Linked DNA regions of Rattus norvegicus: region 1 is linked to region 2. A link is a contact called in public Hi-C data. All regions are on one chromosome and are shown on one strand. The core of a region is the stretch at or near the end of the contact, and the rest is flanking DNA. Distances in the headings are between cores, read along the strand shown.

Region 1 (6,108 bases), core at 1,214-3,713, 460 kb after region 2:
TTGCTACCATTATGAATTTTATTATTATCTGGTAAAGTCTGACATTGTGGATAGACACAGATGTGTTTGTCTGCATTTCTGATGCCGTTAAAACAAACTATCAGAACAACCTGAAGCCTTGGCGAGTTTGATATCCATGGCAGCTGACATCCACAGACTGAATGAATAATCTTGGGTCCAGCGCCAGAGCTGGCAAGTGACTCAGACAGAAAAATGGCGACATTGCATACAGCTGCTCTGTGATGGCAACATCACCTGCCCCATTTGTGATCCATGCCTTAAAGGTGAACAGATGGTTGACCTGTAAGTTCAAACCACACTTCCATCAGTAGCTGTGTCGTGGATACCCACACAAACCAACCACACAAGGAAGGTGTGACAGAACGGAACAGCTCCACCCGAAGGCGCTGCTCCAGCCCATTGTGAAACTCTAAGAACACCCCAACTTTTTGTCTTCAAAGCATCTCTCTCCCTTCACCTAAGGTGACTGACATCAAAGCCCACTTATTGAAAAGGGACAAACATGAGTTCCCTACACATTGTGTGTGAGAGAATCAGCTGCTAAAACTCTCTCAGGAAACTAAAGTTTTCCTGAGAACTAACATGTACCCAATCCTTCCTCCAATATACACATGGGTGCTTGCATAAGAAACCTCTTTTCTTTTCTTTTTTCTCATTATGCCTAATGGCTCTGCCAAATAAAGTCAATTCATATAAAGTGACTACTTCAAAAGCCAAAAAAAAAAAATGCTTCCTATTGGTAATTTTATATGGCTGAAACTAATATTTGAGGTACTAAGAAATAGATACCTCATATTGGGAACATACACTGAACTGTTTTTCATTACTCCCCTCAGATGCTTGAGGCTGGATAGCTGATGATAAGGAAACGTTTATTCTGACTCAGGGTTCTGAAGACCCAATGTGGAGGAGCGTCAAGTGATGGCCTTACTCCTGGCAAAGACCAGGTAGCACAGCACATCGCACGGCAAGATGCTAAGACGTGCATAATGAGTTTAGCGATCTTCTTTTAAAACCTCCAAGGCAACACATGCAAAGAATTGTATTCCCAACCAGCATCCAAACCCTTCTAAGTACCACAGTCAGATTAAGTTTCTGCCCTCTTCATACATCCCCTCAGGGACAGTCTCGGACATGAGCCCTCGGGAGCCATATTTTAACTATATCCAAAGTGTAGCAGGAGCTAAGACGCAGAAATGGTCCAAACTCCAAAAGTCTCATTCAAAGAGTGGCCCTGTTCCCAGAGACCAGGCTAGGATGTGATGCAAACATTTCTTAGTTGGCGATAAGTGAATCATTGCAAGCCCCATTCTGTCTCCCAGGAGGGATTTCTACCCAGATATGTACATAATGTCTCCTCGGCTCCTTCTGATTTTCATTCCCTTTGAGTTTTTTGGTGGCTCACCTCAGAATGGGGCCTCTTTCACTACCATACATAAAACTGTAAGCTTGACTAATCCCCTAGGATTCTGTCAACCTTTCCTGCGGTATTTTCCATAGCATTTATTCTGATCAGTTATCAGTTCTGGAATGGAGACTGTGAATGCCAATGGACTGTTCTCACTTTCATATCCTCAGGGCATAGAAGGCTTCGTGGCATACAATAAACATCTCTTGAATTAATTAACAAATGAACAGCTGGCGAAACCCCCGGGCTCTTCTTCTTGGTCAGTCAGATCTGATGTGAACAGAGAAGCATGTGACAACAGTGTCAGGCTTCTTAATTAAGTGATCATTAGCATCACTCCAGATGAATGGAGCCCAGCCTCCTGTGATCACTACCTGACTACTGCAGATACCTGTCTTCCCTAGATCCCTATGAGGATGTCATAGCTTCCCAGCACCCTTCAAAGAAGGGAAGATGCAGCTGCAGAGAAGTTGTAGCCACATAGCTATTTAACAAGAGAAACGTTTGAGAGGGCAACTGAAATGGTGCCATAGGGATAGAAGGTCTGTATTGACTAATGATTTGAGGAGTCTAATCTTCGCTGGGCTGTTATTGTGAAGGGGACCAAAAGCCTTTACTACTAGGGCTAGAGAGATGACTCAGTGGTTAAGAGCACTGGATGTTCTTCCAGAGGTCCTGAGTTCAATTCCCAGCAATCACATGGTGGCTCACAACCATCTATGATGGGATCCGAATGCTGTCTTCTGGTGTACAGATATACATGCAGATAGAGCACTTATAAATAAGTGAATGAATGAATAAATGAATAAATAAATAAATCTTAAACAAGAACAAAGCAGCAGCAACAAAAATCCTTTGCCACTGATCCTCTCTGGCCTGAGATAAATCCTATTTTTGTTGCTTCTGATGAAGGTCAGTATAAAAGCCTATTGTCAAAACACATCCTAACTGCTTTCATCTGACTGTCTCCACTGGGTTGCTCAATTACCACAGTCCACAGTCAGTCTCGATGATTCATTTCAAGCCAAGGCCCTACAACCATGTTATACAATCCCAAAGGAAGACATAGTAAGCAATGTAAGTGGGTCAACTACCCAATGCCTACTAGTGCCGAGGTATAATGCAGATATCCCAAAGTGAATCAGTTTGCATTGGAGTTTGGAGCCCTTCTCATGCTAACTCTCCCACTCTGTACTATAAAGAAGAGGCAACAGAATGATTTTGGCATCCAGCCACATGATGAACAGGCCAACAGCTGGTGTTGGAGCTACAGAAAAGGGAAAGGAAAAGGAAAAAAAAAATCTCACCAGCTTTCCTCTTTGGAAGCTGTTTGCAGATTGTTTTGTGTATACATATTCGTGTGTGTGTGTGTGTGTGTATGTGTGTGTGTGTGTGTGTACACGCATAGGTGCAGGTACACATGTGAGAACATCTATGTGTTTGTGCTTGATCATAATAGGGCTATGTATCCTTACCCAGGATTCCTTTTGTCCCCTTGCTTTTGCAAAAGTAGCTTTGGTAACTTGCTGTTTCTAACCCTGGGTCGATTTGATGAGAAGCTTAAAGAAATACATGAACCCCTGTCTTTGTCTGCATTGTCACAGGGAGACAGTTTCACAGACCCTTAAGATCTTGTTTATGTAAGTCACACGAATATGCTAACGTATTAAAGGGATTAAAGGGTTATCATCTTCTCATTGAGCACTTCACTTTAAAGGAGGAACTTTCGGAGAGAGAGACCCAACCGCCTGGTCAGGTGGGCACTCCTGAGGCTGCAGAGCGGAAGAGACCACCAACACTGCTCACCCCTGCCCACATCCCTGGCCCAAGAGGAAACTGTATAAGGCCTCTGGGCTCCCGTGGGGGAGGGCCCAGGAGCGGCAGGACCCCTGCCGGAGACACCGCCAGACCCTGAAGGAAACAGACCGGATAAACAGTTCTCTGCACCCAAATCCCGTGGGAGGGAGAGCTAAACCTTCAGAGAGGCAGACAGGCCTGGGAAACCAGAAGAGACTGCTCCCTGCACACACATCTCGGACGCCAGAGGAAAAAGCCAAAGACCATCTGGAACCCTGGTGCACTGAAGCTCCCGGAAGGGGCGGCACAGGTCTTCCTGGTTGCTGCCGCTGCAGAGAGCCCCTGGACAGCACCCCACGAGCAAACCTGAGCCTCGGGACCACAGGTAAGACCAAATTTTCTGCTGCAAGAAAGCTGCCTGGTGAGCTTGGGACACACGGAAGCAGAATTTCTCTAGAACCGGGCACGTTCTGTGTTTACCGGAAGTCCCACACCCGCGGATCCCAGCCCGCAGCAGCTCTCTGCTCCCAGACCCGGTGAGAGAGAGACCCAACCGCCTGGTCAGGTGGGCACTCCTGAGGCTGCAGAGCGGAAGAGACCACCAACACTGCTCACCCCTGCCCACATCCCTGGCCCAGGAGGAAACTGTATACGGCCTCTGGGTTCCCGTAGGGGAGGGCCCAGGAGCAGCAGGACCCCTGTGCCTGAGACACCGCCGGACCCTGAAGGAAACAGACCGGATAAACAGTTCTCTGCACCCAAATCCCGTGGGAGGGAGAGCTAAACCTTCAGAGAGGCAGACAGGCCTGGGAAACCAGAAGAGACTGCTCCCTGCACACACATCTCGGACGCCAGAGGAAAAAGCCAAAGACCATCTGGAACCCTGGTGCACTGAAGCTCCCGGAAGGGGCGGCACAGGTCTTCCTGGTTGCTGCCTCTGCAGAGAGCCCCTGGACAGCACCCCACGAGCAAACCTGAGCCTCGGGACCACAGGTAAGACCAAATTTTCTGCTGCAAGAAAGCTGCCTGGTGAACTCAAGACACAGGCCCACAGGAACAGCTGAAGACCTGTAGAGAGGAAAAACTACACGCCCGAAAGCAGAACACTCTGTCCCCATAACTGACTGAAAGAGAGGAAAACAGGTCTACAGCACTCCTGACACACAGGCTTATAGGACAGTCTAGCCACTGTCAGAAATAGCAGAACAAAGTAACACTAGAGATAATCTGATGGCGAGAGGCAAGCGCAGGAACCCAAGCAACAGAAACCAAGACTACATGCCATCATCGGAGCCCAATTCTCCCACCAAAACAAACATGGAATATCCAAACACACCAGAAAAGCAAGATCTAGTTTCAAAATCATATTTGATCATGATGCTGGAGGACTTCAGGAAAGACCTGAACACACTTAGGGAAGCACAGGAAAACATTAATAAACAAGTAAAAGCCTACAGAGAGGAATCGCAAAAATCCCTGAAAGAATTCCAGGAAAACACAATCAAACAGTAGAAGGAATTAAAAATGGAAATAGAAGCAATCAAGAAAGAACACATGGAAACAACCCTGGATATAGAAAACCAAAAGAAGAGACAAGGAGCTGTAGATACAAGCTTCACCAACAGAATACAAGAGATGGAAGAGAGAATCTCAGGAGCAGAAGATTCCATAGAAATCATTGACTCAACTGTCAAAGATAATGTAAAGCGGAAAAAGCTACTGGTCCAAAACATACAGGAAATCCAGGACTCAATGAGAAGATCAAACCTAAGGATAATAGGTATAGAAGAGAGTGAAGACTCCCAGCTCAAAGGACCAGTAAATATCTTCAACAAAATCATAGAAGAAAACTTCCCTAACCTAAAAAAAGAGATACCCATAGACATACAGGAAGCCTACAGAACTCCAAATAGATTGGACCAGAAAAGAAACACCTCCCGTCACATAATTGTCAAAACACCAAACGCACAAAATAAAGAAAGAATATTAAAAGCAGTAAGGGAAAAAGGTCAAGTAACATATAAAGGGAGACCTATCAGAATCACACCAGACTTCTCGCCAGAAACTATGAAGGCCAGAAGATCCTGGACTGATGTTATACAGACCCTAAGAGAACACAAATGCCAGCCCAGATTACTGTATCCAGCAAAACTCTCAATTAACATTGATGGAGAAACCAAGATATTCCATGACAAAACCAAATTTACACAATATCTTTCTACAAATCCAGCACTACAAAGGATAATAAATGGTAAAGCCCAACATAAGGAGGCAAGCTATACCCTAGAAGAAGCAAGAAACTAATCGTCTTGGCAACAAAACAAAGAGAATGAAAGCACACAAACATAACCTCACATCAAATATGAATATAACGGGAAGCAATAATCACTATTCCTTAATATCTCTCAATATCAATGGCCTCAACTCCCCAATAAAAAGACATAGATTAACAAACTGGATACGCAACGAGGACCCTGCATTCTGCTGCCTACAGGAAACACACCTCAGAGACAAAGACAGACACTACCTCAGAGTGAAAGGCTGGAAAACAACTTTCCAAGCAAATGGTCAGAAGAAGCAAGCTGGAGTAGCCATTCTAATATCAAATAAAATCAATTTCCAACTAAAAGTCATCAAAAAAGATAAGGAAGGACACTTCATATTCATCAAAGGAAAAATCAACCAAGATGAACTCTCAATCCTAAATATCTATGCCCCAAATACAAGGGCACCTACATATGTAAAAGAAACCTTACTAAAGCTCAAAACACACATTGCACCTCACACAATAATAGTGGGAGATTTCAACACCCCACTCTCATCAATGGACAGATCATGGAAAGAGAAATTAAACAGTGATGTAGACAGACTAAGAGAAGTCA
Region 2 (6,650 bases), core at 833-3,332:
GGTAAAACCTTGGCAGGGAATTGTGCTTCTCTAAGTTGAAGTCCCAGGGAGAAAAGGGGAGGGGGACTTATCTCTGCCCTTTGTTCTCAGTACTTGTGAGATTCTCAGAGCTGTGTTAACATGGTAAAAAAAAAAACTCACTTCGCGTCTGCACGTAAATTCAGTCATAAATTGGATAAGAGCTCATAAACAGAGAATGCCTATGTGCTTATACAATAGGAGCAATTATGTGGCTTGATGTTCACCATTTGTCATTGGCTTACAGGGTCGTGGAAAAGTTTTAGACTATAACTAAGCTGTCCTTGAAATTTGTTTAGATAAATTCAGTCAATATCTTATCTTCTGTTTTTGCACCTGGGGTCCTGTGGTATAGATCGTCTTTATGACCTTCAGTTAATGGTATCTGTAACCCCTTAGAATGTGTCCAAAGTTTTAGAAGTCCACTGTTATCTTAGAAGCAATTTAGCAGTTCTATTATAAAAGGGACTGAATGTCTCTGTGGGTGTTGCCATTTGGAAACAATGGTAACCCTTGCAATGCTAGATGTTTCTGCAGAATGAACACTCTTTGTCTTTGAATACTGAGTCTGGGGTCTTTTTTCAGCAATTTTCAGATGCCTACAATCTCTCTCTCTCTCTCTCTCTCTCTCTCTCTCTCTCTCTCTCTGTCTGCTTCCCTCTCTCCGTCTCCCTCTCCCTCCCCCCCTTCTCTTTATGGGTTTCATAGCTCTTGATCTGGAAAAGAGTTAAGAAATGTATCAGCTGGGAGCGATCAGGTAGAAGTTTAGCTAATCCTGGGTTTAATCCTTCAGGTTTAGTTTCTTTTCCGGGTCTTGTGGCTACTCAACAAATCCCATAGATCTATGTCAGATTTTAATTCTATTAAATGCCTCTGCTGCTTTAGAAAGAGCATTCATTAGTGTGCCTGTTTTCCTTCTAAACATGTTGCAGTGGCTTTGCCGAAGGAGTAACAGGTTTGTAAAACCTTTCATAAATAATATAAAGCAAAACTCCCAAACTCCACCAACTGAATTTGCTCTTTGAAGATCTTATGAGCAGAGGAATAAACCTAGCAGACATGGTTGGAGCCACCTCAGGTCTCCTGAAGGCCTCTCGGTCTTCTTTCACTCTCTTCCTGAGGACATTCTTTTATTTTTTAATTCTTCTCTCATGTAACACATCCCTACCACAGTTTTCCCTCCCTCCACTCCTTCGTTCCTCCCCTGGCACCTCACCTCTCCCCCAGACCCACTCCTCCTCCCTTTCCCTTTGGAAATGAGTAGGCCTCCCAAGGAGGTCAACAGAACACAGGATAACATGTTACAATAAGTCTAGGTGTGGACCCTTATATCAGGCTGGACGAGGCAACCCAGTAGGAAGATAAGGGTCCTGAGTGCAGGCAAGTGTCAGGGACACTACCACTGTTAGGAGTCCCACAAGAACACCACACCACACAACAGTAATATACACACAAGAGGACCTAGCCCAGAGCCATGTGGGCTCCCTGGTTGCTGCTTCAGTTTCTGTGATCCCCTGTGAACCCTGATTGATAGATTCTGCTGGTTGTTTTCTTATGGCGGGTGCTTCCCCAGGCACCAGGCAAGCTGGAAGAGGCAAGCGATTCCTTGACCGCTCTCTTCTCATTAAGACATAACAAGAGAGGCCTGATTTCCAACCCCCTCCTTTTTTCTTTCTTAAAGGAAGCTTGTCTAGTTCCTCTGACCACCTCTTTCCATTCAAGTTTGTAAAACAGCCTTCCTGCTGACTGCCAGGAGATCATTGGGGGCCTAACCACCACACAGCTTTTCCTAAGTTTGCAGTTGTGAGTACCTCTGTTTCCATTCTACCACCCTAACGCAGGTTAACTAGCACGAGGCACCTGATCCCCGCCGAGGGCAGAGAGCAAAGGAAAGCTGTAGAGAAATCCTGAGCACTGAGGGCAGAGATCAGAGGAAAGCTGTGGAGAAATCCTGAGAACTGAGGGCAGAGATCAGAGGAAAGCTGTGGAGAAACCCTGAGCACTGAGGGCAGAGATCAGAGGAAAGCTGTGGAGAAATCCTGAGCCACAAGGAGCCACTTTCATCGACCTGTGCAGAGAGCAGCTAAGGCATAAAACATTGCTCATAAGCCTGTTTGAGAATCCTATGCTGAGTACAGCGCTGTTTCTCTCAGGCTTAAATCCCAAATGAGCCACCTTTATCAGGTATTGGCAGTAGCTTCTTGATTTCTACCAAGTGAGCAAAAATGAATCTTGAGCCGATTAAGAGTGAATCAGCTCTGCCACTTTGTGATTTATTGGCTAAAAGCAGAGTTAGGCTAATCGCGTTGGGGCAGGCATGGCTAGTATCTGCTCATGTGCCCCTGCTGCAATCCCTTCAGCCTTTTCTGAGCTCTTCCTGACATTGCAGCCTGCTCTGCCTGTCCAAATACCCCATCCACTGGCTCCTGACATCATAGAGGCCTTGGAAGAATTCCTGGTGTGACGGGTGTGCAAAACCCTTTCCCAAACCTAAACCACACCTCTTTCCAAACCAGGTAATGCTAAAAAGTTCCAGGAATGAGGGGAACTGTGTTGTGCATCTCTTTACAGGCCTCTGTTTTGAGCCTTCCAAGCACACAGCCAACATCACAAACATCACAAACCTCAAGAAAAGAGCACACAGCTTTTTATTAGATAATGCAACGTGTTGACTCACGACTTTCATTTTTTTCCCCTCTGTGATAATAAAATAGAACACGTCAGTCAGGGTGACCTGAATTCCTCATCCTGGGGCATGACTGTTCATATGTGACTCTGAATAAAATGTCTTTTTATCCCCATTGAACAAAGTGTGTTTTACATTAATCTTCCTTTCTGTTCCAGAGATGTACAATGTGTTCCGTCTAGAAGTTGCTTACCATCCTGTTTCTCTCTCTTTCCTGTGGCTAAGGGTCTCAGAGGAGCCAACCCCTCAGTATGCTCTCTACACACCAAGGTGAGACCTGTGGTAGACGTGGACAACCCCATCTCTGAACCCAGGTGTCCGAATGCTAAGACCCCAGCTGTGGACCCCAGCTGTGGAGTAATTCCATTGACATTGCTCTTCGGACATAAACGCCCCGCTTCATGAAAAGGCTCTCATTTTTTAACAAGTAAGCCAGCATGTGCATTTTCCTTCTCCTTACTCCATGGGATGGAATGGATCCTGCAGCTGTTTCTCTCATTCCAGCAAAGTGGGATTCACAGAGACGCTCTGGAGTGCCTTGGCTGTGCTAGCAGCTAGAGGACTGCTATGTGGCCTGTGGTCAAGTTAGAGGTAGCAGCTGGGATTTGCATTTAGGAACTTACTTCATGGTGATGGTCAGAGTCCAGAAAGCCCATTTGTATGAAGGCCTCCTTTTCAGACTGTAATGGCTGCCTTCCATGATAGAAAATGCTGGAACAAAGGGGCCTAGGTTACCAGGAATGTCTTAATTTACTAGAGTTATATATAATTCTTTTTTTTCTGATCCTGTGGGTTGGTGTTGGGAAGAGTCAAAGGACAGTGGTCTGTGGAAGAAGTCACTGTGCTGGGCTCCGAGAGACCACAAAGCAGGGTCCCTTTACATAAGAACTCAACAGGAGGGAAACCACACACAGAAAAAGACTTCATTATCCTACATAGTTGGGCCCATTATGAGGCAGACTAGCCTTTAATTTTCATGTAAGCCAAACATTCAACCAATGCTCAGTCTACATATTTTAGGGCAGTAGTAGCCACTTTCAAATGTTAGAAAGACTCTAAGAAAATCAGTCTATCATATCCTTATTGAATTAGTGAGGGTTTTGTAGAGGAGCAGAACTGATATGCCATATGTACACACACACATGCACACATAGATACACACATACATGTACTCATATATACATATACACACATACACATATCTACATATACATAGATACGCACATATACATACATGTATACACACATGCATATACACATATACATACATAGATGCATACATATTATAGATGCATACATATTTAGTGTATAAAAAAGGTATGTACTAGATGGGATCACAGAATATGGTCTTGACAGTTCAGAAATAGCTGTCTCCACACTAAAAAGGCTGAGAACGCACAGTTGCTCAGAGCACGAGTCTCGATGCCTTAGCCATACCAATATGGTGGGTTGAGACCCCTCTGGGTATCGAATGACCCTTTCACAGGCCAAGACCATTGAAAAATCTCAGATTTACATTATAATTCCTAACAGTAGCAAAACTACAGTTATGAAAGACCAACAAAATAATTTTATGGTTGGGGTCACCACAACATGAAAGACTGTATTTGAGGGTCACAGTGTTAGGAAGGTTGGGGTCTTCAGGATTCTTGGAAAGACACTAGTTTTCAGTCCAGGTTGGAAGACCAAAACAATTTGGGTTCTAGCCGTGAAGGGTGTTAGTCACAGCTAGAAGATAATGCAGTACTCAAAAACCCTGAGACCTTGGCTGCCAAGATGGCTCTGGGTAGAGATGATTTCCTGATGATCTCACCTCTGAAGTCCTAACATAGAGGCCTCTGCCAGGAGATACTGCCTACATTTAGAGTGTGTCTTCCCACTTCAAATAATATCATCATCACCACCACCACCATCACCATCTCACACGTGTTCCCCAGAGCTTGTTTCTGAGCTGACTCCAGACTCAGTCAAGTTCAAAACCGAGATGAACTGTCACGACCACCAAACAAAACTCCCCTTTCTTCTTGGTCATTAGATGTTACTTGTTCACCATCAGTAGTACATGCTGTGGAGATGTGGCCTTTTGGAGACCTAGCCTCCTCCTAGCCTTCCTCATTCTATGCTGATTTTCACCTTTATTTCATTAGCAGAGCATTGAGCTTTGTACTGGCTCCTTAGAGGTGAGCAGCACTAGAAAACTGATGCTTCTGCCGTGTGTTGGACACACTGAAAAAATTTCCTACAGTGAGAGGCACTGGAACACTATTATTTCCAGAACTCAGCACCAGGAAGACAAAACCCACAGCAATATAAACAACTCAATGCGACTGAATAGATGGGACTGGTACACCACCTCGATTGGCTTGAATATGTATAGGGATGCAGCTGTCCACATGTAAATATACTTAAGCATTTGTTGGTGACACTGAAGGGCCAACTCCTAGAGTGCAGTCATAATGGGGCCTGGGAGATAGAAATGGCTTTCTAACCAAATGAACCAAGGAAAACTGTCCAGCAGTCAGTTTTACTTATTCCCAGCTTCTTATCAGACTTGGCTATATAACATTGTTCTCAAAACCTTGACTTTTCTCTGTCGATGTTCGCTGATCTATGTAAGTCTGCGTCTGTGAGACTTGGGCTCTAAGGACCTGAAAGAACAGGGCAGACTACAGTCTCATGCTGTAGCCAACCTTACGTGGATGTAACAAAGAAAGCAATGATCCAGGGAATGCTGATTTCAGAAAACAAGACAAAAATATGTAAATGAATGTCAGCAAACACACTCTAAATATCAACAGAGCAGCCCTTTCCCAGAACTTTTACAGGCAGATGAGTTTAAACATAGTTGCCTGGCATGCCTTATTGATTAGATCTGGGAAAGCACAAAAGCATGGCAGAAGGTCTTGGCAGATTCAGGGCACACTTCAAATATGATTTTGAAACTAGATCTTGCTTTTCTGGTGTGTTTGGATATTCCATGTTTGTTTTGATGGGAGAATTGGGCTCCGATGGTGCCATGTAGTCTTGGTTTCTGTTGCTTGGGTTCCTGCGCTTGCCTCTCGCCATCAGATTATCTCTAGTGTTACTTTGTTCTGCTATTTCTGACAGTGGCTAGACTGCCCTATAAGCCTGTGTGTCAGGAGTGCTGTAGACCTGTTTTCCTCTTTTCTTTCAGCCAGTTATGGGGACAGAGTGTTCTGCTTTCGGGCGTGTAGTTTTTCCTCTCTACAGGTCTTCAGCTGTTCCTGTGGGCCTGTGTCTTGAGTTCACCAAGCAGGTCACTTGCAGCAGAAAAGTTGGTCTTACCTGTGGTCCCGAGGCTCAAGTTGGCTTGAGGGGTGCTGCCCACGAGCTCTCTGCAGCGGCAGCAACCAGGAAGATCTGTACCGCCGTTTCTGGGAGCTTCAGTGCACCAGGGTTCCAGATGGCGTTTGGTGTTTTCCTCTGGTGTCCGAGATGTGTGTGCAGAGTGCAGTCTCTTCTGGTTTCCCAGGCGTGTCTGCCTCTCTGAAGGTTTAGCTCTCCCTCCCACAGGATTTGGGTGCAGAGAACTGTTTATCCGGTCTGTTTCCTTCAGGTTCCAGCGGTGTCCGAAAGTGAAGTTTTATGGAGTAGTTTTACCACCTTGATAATTTTGTGTTGTACACATAGACACACACATGCATGAACACGTATACATACATGCAAACATACACGCATATACATGTATGCACACACATGCATGTATGCACATGTGTGCACACACTATGCTTAGTGTGTAATGCCTTTGTTCATTTGATTTTCATGAGTATTTGGTCATATCAGTGCTTCCCACTCTCATGTACATGTACTATTAGGTGAATGGCTGTACTAATACAAGTTCATCCCAACATCCCTTGCCTTTGTTGGATGAGCCCTGGGAGCCTAGCAGCTCCTCAACCACTTGCATCCCTTGTCTTGTGATACC

The links. A called contact is a pair of places that touch in the nucleus more often than the background predicts.
Region 1: a Hi-C map of liver shows a contact between it and region 2, with 4 times the contacts expected there. The contact joins two enhancer-like sites.

Annotation. Positions count from the first base shown.
Region 1 is chr2:62,068,543-62,074,650 of GRCr8, forward strand. No RefSeq gene overlaps it. Among named protein-coding and RNA genes, the nearest start is that of Tars1, 43 kb to the right of the region's middle. Within about 2 kb of position 2,464, at least 11 of the 93 cell types and tissues checked have an H3K27ac peak or open chromatin away from gene starts, as enhancers often do. A contact at or near this core is called in liver, where this site is marked.
Region 2 is chr2:61,613,154-61,619,803 of GRCr8, forward strand. No RefSeq gene overlaps it. Among named protein-coding and RNA genes, the nearest start is that of C1qtnf3, 28 kb to the right of the region's middle. Within about 2 kb of position 2,083, at least 3 of the 93 cell types and tissues checked have an H3K27ac peak or open chromatin away from gene starts, as enhancers often do. A contact at or near this core is called in liver, where this site is marked.